Regions from separate parts of the Mus musculus genome. Here regions 1 and 2 are each linked to region 3. Evidence: chromatin contacts called from public HiChIP or PLAC-seq and promoter capture Hi-C data. All regions are on one chromosome and are shown on one strand. The core of a region is the stretch at or near the end of the contact, and the rest is flanking DNA. Distances in the headings are between cores, read along the strand shown. Region 1 holds the start of Sde2 (SDE2 telomere maintenance homolog (S. pombe)). Region 2 holds the start of Ephx1 (epoxide hydrolase 1, microsomal). Region 3 holds the start of Ahctf1 (AT hook containing transcription factor 1).

Region 1 (2,875 bases), core at 180-2,679, 1.0 Mb after region 3:
ATGTTACATAACCCTAAACTGACCATGATCTGGTTCCTTGCAGAAGAAGAAGCTGCCAGGCTCTTGAAATGGTCATTTGATTCCCAAAAGGTGAAAAAAATAAATTAGCAGTTAGGACCACATGCTAACGGACAGAATGGGAAAAGATGGAAGGTCACATGCTTCCCAGTTTGTCTGGAAGGTCACATGCTTCCCAGTTTGTCCTGCTTACGTATCGGATGAGACGCCTGTAGGCCTCTGGGTTACTACTACAACACTCATAAAATACTGCTTCTATGCACAACATGCTTTGTGTAATTATTCTTCATCTCCTGGAATCTTCATGGAGGCCCGCTTTCCCGCCTGTGTGCACCAACAGATCTATAACTCCACAGAACTGCAAGTCCTATTTTTGTTCATTTTCACAGTTAAAGGATTTCAAGATTTTGTGCTTTCTCCTCAGCGATTAGTTCCATCGGCCTGCATCTTAACAGCCGAGAATATGGCTCTGCGGGCCAGGGCATCTGTGTTCAGGAGACTGAGTTATCCTCCCGATAATCCTCCCAGCTTCATGCTAGCAGCTTTTAAATTGTTTAGTATTTCAGAGACAACATCATCTCAGCATATTAAATATTAAGGGCCTCCCTCAGCACCCGAACCTTAAAGTTGTTCTCTGTAAAATCTGCGCGAGTGTTCCCAGGGCACAGAAAGAACGTTACAGCGGGGGTTTTTGGAAGCAGTATGGCTATAAACGTCACTCCCGCCCCTGCCGTTCACAAGGGCCCATTTGCTGTGAAATATTTTGAAAACACAGCTGAAGCGGGGACAGCGCAGAGCGCAAACATGCAAAAATAGGAACGAGCCGAACGTGATGGAAGGAACGTGAAGGGGGGTTCAGGAAATGAACATAAACCTCTAGGGAACTACGCAGGCCGGGGCTGCGGTTTGGGGACCACTGGGGGCCGTTCTCTAGGACTGGGAGGCCTCGCGGGTAGAGGAAGCCGTTTTTCTCCCCGCAGCACCGGGAAGCAGTGGCTGCCTGGGACACAGCCCTCCCAATCCCAAAAATAGCTGCACAAACCGGAGTGGCGCGCTGGCCTGCGGCGCTGGGCGGAGCCACGGGCAGCTTATCACCCCCAGCCAAAGCGCTGTAGCCCAAGCGCAGCAACCGCGCCCAGAGCTCGCCCTTTATAGCCAGTCCCTTGAGCCCCGCCCTAGCAACCGCCCCTAGCAACGCCTAGCTCCAGCGCTCCGCGGTCTTATCGGCCTCAGGCAGGCCTTTCCTGTCCCCCTCCCCCACGCCAGCTCGCGTGACGCCGGGCCACGTGACCGCCTTCCGGAAAGGCGGGGGTGAGTGGTGGAAACCCGGGAGGCGGGGCGCTGGAAGACGAGGCCTTCCGTCATCGAGATGCGACCGGATGGCTGTGTCGCCTAGTGCCTGTCGCAGTCCAGAGGTTCCGTCACCAGACGAAATGGCGGAGGCTGCGGTGGTGGCGTGGGTTCGCGGCCCCGGTACCGTGTGGAAGGCGCTGCCGTGTGCCTCGGTTGGGTGCTCCGTGCGCGATGTGATCTACCGACACTGCCAGGAACAGGTGAGGATGGCGGTTCCCGGGAAATGGGGGAAAGAGATCACCAAGCCAGGCTGGGTTCGTCGTTGGGTGTTTCTGACTAATATGGGGACATTCCTCTGCTAGTCTATGGCAGTCGTTGTTTTGTCCCCACGTCGTAAGAGAATCTCCGTCCATTTACTGCGCTTTGTCCAACCTCGACTACAAACTCTCGTTCTGTTTCTTTTATCCCCCCAAATGATACCTTTAAGGTTCTCTTCTTACATTCACATTATAGATAGGAATATGCTTTCTTACCGACCCTCAGGACACCCATCCAGGCCAAAGAACGGTTAGAGAAGGATATGGAGTCATCCTGACAGAGCCAATCACTCACAGATATTCTTGGGCCTCTTTAGACTCTGCCATGTGGATATAAAACCCTGGTTAAGTGCTTCTAAAGTTTTAAGCTTTAATTCCCAAAGAAGCAGGCTTATACTGACTAGGAAATCTCAAACCTCTTCAATCATCTAAAGAGTTTACTGGGTTCCCTGAGTCTAATTTTAATCTGGGCGTTTGGTATAGAACAGTTTTTCTGTATGACTGCGCCTTCGTTGTAGTCTGTTTTCTCTGCTTGTTATGTAGAAACATAACAAATGTTAAAATACCAAATCTGTTCCTAAAGAGACTTGGATGAGTTCCAAGAAGAATATGTGATTTTCTAATTTCTTTGTCCTTTAAAAAACAAGGACAAGAAAGTCTTTCCTTGTAGCCCAGGATGTTCTGAACATACTGGAGGGCTGGGATTATTGGTGTGTCCCACCACATCTAGCCTTTGTTTTCTTCTCTATTCTGCGGTCTAGTAAGAAAAACAGAACCTTTTTTTAGCCATTCGAATTCAGATACTTTCCAAAACAGGTGACTTTTCAATGTATTTGAAGAATAATTTTCAAGTTTTATTTTTAAACTTAAAATTGATCCATAAACAATAGAATCTTAACAATGAGGAGTGTTGGAAATACACTTTTTTGAAAGGACACAGAAATAAGGCTGGGCCTGGTGGTGTATGCCTCTAATCTCAGCACTTGAGAGGTTTGGGGGTTCTTAGCCACGTCTCTATAGTGGTTTTGGGGCAGCCTGGACTATGTGAAACCCTGCTTGAAAGCAAAACAGCCTCCTATCACCTCGTCCTTAGATTTAACAGAGGCACTGTACATGGACTATGGGAGTCCAGACATCCAGAAAAAACCCCCAATAGAATTGAGTTTGGAGAACAGGTAAGCAGAAGCAGTTATCAGAGAGCATTTGAGTCTGTCTGTTACTTAACAACAGTAAATGTGAGTGCAAGC
Region 2 (2,764 bases), core at 17-2,516, 1.2 Mb after region 3:
CTGACCCTCTGGAGTGTGAAAGTGTGGCCTCTTCCTCTCTAGTCAACAGTCCTGCTCCCTCTTTATGACCTCCTATTTCCTACAGCTCACAAATATAATTTATATTTTACAAAGATATGTTTATTTATTATGTGGTGTTGGGGATCTGACCCAGGACCTTGAATTTTGTTTGTTGTCTGCATTCAAAAGCTCCCAGAGCCCATGAGAACACATTCCCTGCTATCCCCAGGGTGGGTGGGTGGGGGGCAGTGTCTGAACAGTCAGTCCGTGTCGTTGAGCACGGTTGCACTGAACATACTTCTTTAGGGACACAGGAAGCCCTCACGTGGCCCGCCTGGTGTGGGTATTAGGGAATGGAAAGTCTTTGCTGAACACGCCCACGTTTTTGTTCCACCCTTCCCCCCAGCCCCCTCAGCTTCAAGTCTTGTGTGAAGTCAGACCACGCACAGCCAGTGAAAGCCTCCACTTGAGGGAGGAAGTCACTGTCACAGTAAAAACAATGTGAGCCTCTGGGGCTCTGCGACTTTAAAAAAAAGATCAGGCCGAAATCGGAGGCAGAGAAGCAAATGTCGCAGATGTCCATCTCTACAATCCTGCCAGCAGCACAGAATGCCAGCAAAGGCACAGCCCTACTGTCAACGCGCATGCATACATACCGGATCCCTCCACCTCCCTCCTGATCCCGCCAACCAGATGCCAGAAAGGCTATCCAGACTTCTGGCCGCCGGAAGTTTAAATGACGGGAGGTGCAGACTGGAGAAGTTAAAATTAAGAGTCACTTGGACGGCGCCCTCAGCTACCTGGATTGGCTCAGGTGCCTGGGCAAGTAGCAAGCCTGGAACCCAAGGGACAAACATGCATGGGGGGGCGGGCGGGCGGGGAAACCAGGGGGCTGAGGAGCCAGCATCGCTGTCAGGCGCAGCACCCACCCCTTGCTTCCGAAGCGCAAGCAAGGGGTTGACGCCCCTGGAAGAGGATGGAGCATCAGATGCAGGACTAAGAAGCATGGCCTATTGCACGCCTGGATCGGTCTTAGGATAAGGGGAAGCGCATTTAGCTGCGGGAGATACGCGAAGCCCTCGCAACTCTCACGCTGGAGTGCCGCTGCTGTCCCCGGAGCTTACTGTCAGGGTCGCTCTCGGGTTCCTACTCCCGCGGCGGCTGGTGTGCAGTTCCTCCACTCTCAAACTCCTCTTGAGCCTCTTTGCCTGCTGCTGAGCTGGTGACACCAGCTGCCTGTTAGCCCCGCCCCCACTAGCCCCGCCCAGGCCTTGGCCCCACCCCCGAGTTGGCTGGTTGGCCAAGGCTAGCTGAGCATCTAGCTAAGGTGTTTCACCTATTCTGGCAAAGTCTGCTGTTCTGAACAGGGTATTGGCAGTTTAAACTCTGCAGTCTGTGGACTCTACACACAAGAGCCCAAGCTGGCCTGGTGCTACAGCCTTCCTCTCACCTTCCTAGCAGTTCGTTGTAACCATTTTATAAGCGAACCAGTCAGTGAGCAAACATCTGGGGATAAAGCTTGAGGGTAGAGTGTCTCGCGTGGGCAAGGCGCTGGAGTTCATTCCCAGAACCACAAATAAAATAGTGAAGTGTGGAATGAACACACAAACCTGAAGTTTGTCGTTAAGTGCACCCTGTGAGGCTGGCTGATCTGAAGCCCAGGAGGCATGGACACCAAGCAGAGGCCAGCACAGGGAGGAGGGAGAGAGCGCTGCCTAGCCAGCAAGCAGGAGTAGGACAACCACAGTTCCTGGCACCCTTGGGGCTAACCTGCTCTCCATTAGCCAGCCTGCCCAGTGCCCTGTCTTTACCCCCGCGGCCCTCCTAAGACTCGCCTAGAACCTTCTCAGGCTTCAGCAGCCACACAGACAAGATGACCAGGCACACCACTGTGAGGGCCTAGCAGTGCCTGCCGCGGGGTCCAGGTTTATCATCCTACACACATGTGAAGCGTAGGGATCCTATTTTCACCTCTCACCTCTGATCTCCAGCCTCCTTCGCTGCTCATCATGGCCCAAACCCTCTCCGTTCTAACGGAGAGCCGGTTTCTCTCCAGTGAACACATTCAACTCATTCCTGCCTCCGTGGAACTCCTGGATAGTGTGTCCTCAATCCTCTCTGGGAACCTGGGATTTCCAGGTACTGCAGCTCCTTCCCCTCCCCAGCACACCGTTTGCACACCTGCCGTCCTCCTCTGCAGTGTATAGTCCAGGCTTGTTTCATAGCGCCCTCTAAACTGTTCCCACAGGAGCGCTGCCTCCAGCCATTCAGCAAAGCAGTAAACGTATTGTTCTTAACAAAGTGTAGATGGAAACATTCTAATGTGCTGGGCAATGGTGGCTACACCTTTATTCCCAGCATTCCTTGAGTAGGAGCCAGAGGCAGGCAGATCTTTGACTATGATGCCAGCCTGGTCTACAGAGAAAGTTCCAGGACAGCCAGGGTCACACAGAGAAACCCTGTCTTGAAAAAGAAAGAAAGGGGCTGGTGAGATGGCTCAGAGGTTAAGAGCACCGACTGCTCTTCGGAAGGTCCTGAGTTCAAATCCCAGCAACCACATGGTGGCTCACAACCATCTGTAATGGGATCTGATGCCCTCTTCTGGTGTGTCTGAAGACAGCTACAGTACTTACATATAACAATAAATAAAAAAAATTACATTGTCTCAAAAAATAAGAAAATAACTAAAAATAAAAAAAAAAGAAAGAAAGAAGAAAAGAAAAGAAAAGAAAAGAAAAGACAAAACCATAACACTAGTTGCTGG
Region 3 (2,843 bases), core at 124-2,623:
CACAAGATCCCATGCTGGGGACACAACTCAAGTGGTGGAGCGCTTGCCTGACATGTGTGAGGACCTGGATGTGATTCTTCACGGTACCAAAAAGAAAGGTTCCACAAAGTCAACAAAAACCACCTGTCTCAAAAGGACCATGTGTGTACCTATCAATTCAAAAAGCAGAGTCGACTCTCCAAAAAGTCAACCAAAGGCAAAAGTCATGGGCCTTACAGCTCGCAGATGAGCTCCGGACACGGTTCTCTTAGATGTCCTGGACCAGATCCACTCAGCCCTGTGGCCCGCTTCGCGAGTGAAACTTTTTCCCCCGCCCAGGACTCACCCGAGCCAAGCACAGGACCATGTGGAGCTCACGCCAACGCCGGAGAGACTCGGAGCGCCCGCGGCTGTCCGCGGGGAACGCCCCACAAAGGTCTCCATCGCTCCGCTACACCCTGACGGCCCGGGGTCTCGAGTCAGACTCGTCCCGGGGGGCGGAGATCCCGCCCGCGGGCGCGGGAGACGAGCCCGGAGGCTCGACTCTGCGGCCATGTGCCGGCACCCGCCGCCAGGGTTATGTAACTAACGCCCGAGCGCTGGAACGAGCCGCACCGGTCGCGGCTCGCGGACGCCGCTTCCCCGCGAGGCGGTGCGCCCGGCCTAGGCCCCGGGCCTCGCCGCCCCGGCCGCCCCGCCCTCGGCGCGCGGGCCTGCGGTTCCCCACCCTACCTGAGCCCGCGGGCCAGGCCGCCAAGGGCCCCGGCGTCGCTGCTTCCGTGCGGTCCGTCACAGCATCTCCCGGGAGACACGGCCCGGCGCGCGCCCCGGGCCCGCGGAAGCCGCTTCTCGCTCAGTCTCTCGCCGGTCCCCTCAGGCCCCGGGTGCTCCTTCGCCCAATCCCGGCTTCGAACTCGTCCCACCGCCCGCGCCGCGTCCTCCCCGCTGGCGACTCGACTTACTGGGCTGGCACCGCTCGGGCCGCGCTCTGCGCATTACCCCGGGCGCACTGCCCGAACCCCACACACACAGCCTCTCCGCCCAGGGAAGGATCGTGGCCAGGGCGGGGATCCGATCGCAGATCGCGCTGCGGGGCTCGGACTTCTCGCGAGGGTTCCGGCCTCTGGCGCCGACTCCGCGGGAATTTTCAAACTTTCCCTACTAGGCCTTTCGCAAAGGGAGAAAACCGAGACGACGCCGGGAAGAAAGATTCATTTACGTACAGCAGGGTCTCTCCGCCTCCTAGGAGCAGATAGGCGAAAGACTACAAGTCCCATAGGGCTTTGTGCGCTGGGCGTAGTGTAGGGCGTGTCCGGCTTTGCGGAGCAAGGGCCGGCCTAATCTAGTGGCGGTTCCTGCTGGCAGCCAAGCGATAATCTTTCCGTCTATGACTGCTGCTCTTGCCTCCGTTTTTTCCGTTCTGTGCTCCAACTCTTCAAGGAAACGCACACACACACACAAAACCCAGACTTACTGAGAAACTCTTACTCTCATTTTTTTTTTTTTCTCAAAAAGCAGAGAGTTCAGGTCGCCTAGCCTAATCTTTTGTCATATATCTGACGCTGGGTAATTCTGCTGGCAGAGCTTCGTGCTTGGCATGCACGAAGCTGTAGGTTCCATTATGCCAAACCTATGTTTTCTTTTCGATTTGTTAGTATTGAGAGACGAGGAGTTGGGCAGACCCTTAGTAGACAAACAGGGACATGAGCCATGGCGAATTTCCAAGATGGCCAGCTTTTTTTAACCTCCTGATTTGAGACAAAAACCTGGCAAGCTTTTATCATCTACCTGCAGGTCACCTGCTGATGGACTGGTTCAATAAGTTCAAAGCCTGATTAGAACACGTTACACAACTGTAGTGGACCGATCAACCATCCATCCTTTCTGCCTTCAAACTGACCAACACTAAAGTAGGTCAGGGAGGTTTTAGAGGTTTTACAACCCCCAGGCCTCAAGAAGAGACTGGATTTTTCAGCTTCTCAAATCCCCTCTCTGTTTTGTAGAAGGTCTTTTTCTCTGTGTGTTTACTGCCTGCAATAAACGCCTTTTTAACTGCTAATTCTGCTACTGCTTGTTGTGCTTTGCCTTTTAACTCTTCTAGTCTTAACAGTTCTTTTTTTTTTTTTTTCCTTTCAGTTTGTTCTAGACATGGTTTCTCTGTGTAACAGCCCTGGCTATCTTGGAACTCTCTTAGTAGATGGGGCTGGCCTCAAACTCACAGAGATCTTCTTGCCTCTGTCTCCTGAGCCGTGGGATTAAAGACCTGAACCACCCTTTCATTCTTTTAACTATCAGTGAAAACAGATCCAATCAAGATCCCTAGACTGTATCATTTCTAGACTGTATCATTTCTAGACTGTATCATTTCTAGACTATCATTTGGAGCTCATCTTTGGGCTTTCTTCTGTAGACTATCAGTATCTCTCTTTGAAGCTAGACCCAGCACCAAAGAATTTTCAAACAAATGAAATAGAATGTGTCTTTATTACTGAGTTGTAAGAGCACAGGCAGAATCAGGAGGATCTCTGTGCGTTCAAGATCAGCCTGGTCTCCATAGTCGTTCCAAGGCTACATAGAGAAACCCTATCTCAAACAAACAAACAAACAAACAAACAAACAAACAAACAGAAGGGGGAAGAGAGAAGGAGAAGACATTAGTAGACTGCTTTAATCAGGAAAGCCTGTCTCTACTACTCTCTCTCTCTGCACAATTTTTGAGATAAAGCTGCCTCTTAGAAATAAACTGTTTATCTTTGTGACTTTTTCTTTATTCACTGCAAGATGTAAAAGTGTGCTAGTTTGCGCAAGGTATTATTCTAAATTGTGAGAGGAAGAAGTTAGACAAGATTTTGCAGTAAGTGTTG

What was found. Promoter capture Hi-C pulls out the DNA fragments that hold promoters and counts their contacts. HiChIP or PLAC-seq counts read pairs in DNA pulled down with a chosen protein or histone mark.
Region 1: an H3K27ac HiChIP or PLAC-seq map of embryonic stem cells shows a contact between it and region 3, with 6 times the contacts expected there. The contact joins the promoter of Sde2 here to the promoter of Ahctf1 in region 3. A contact is called at or near these places in 3 of 39 promoter capture datasets (hippocampal neurons, liver and pre-B cells) and 1 of 115 datasets of contacts at active chromatin or transcription factors (embryonic stem cells).
Region 2: a contact with region 3 is called in a promoter capture Hi-C map of liver, with 2.8 times the contacts expected there. The contact joins the promoter of Ephx1 here to the promoter of Ahctf1 in region 3. A contact is called at or near these places in 2 of 39 promoter capture datasets (liver and pre-B cells).

Annotation. Positions count from the first base shown.
Region 1 is chr1:180,849,722-180,852,596 of GRCm38.p6, forward strand. Sde2 (SDE2 telomere maintenance homolog (S. pombe)) reads left to right here and starts at 1,430. Exons shown (of 7, transcript NM_145943.1): 1 at 1,430-1,571. The coding sequence starts at 1,452.
Region 2 is chr1:181,016,303-181,019,066 of GRCm38.p6, forward strand. It overlaps Ephx1 (epoxide hydrolase 1, microsomal), which reads right to left and starts at 1,267. Exons shown (of 9, transcript NM_010145.3): 1 at 1,125-1,267.
Region 3 is chr1:179,802,642-179,805,484 of GRCm38.p6, forward strand. It overlaps Ahctf1 (AT hook containing transcription factor 1), which reads right to left and starts at 1,374. Exons shown (of 36, transcript NM_026375.2): 1 at 712-1,374.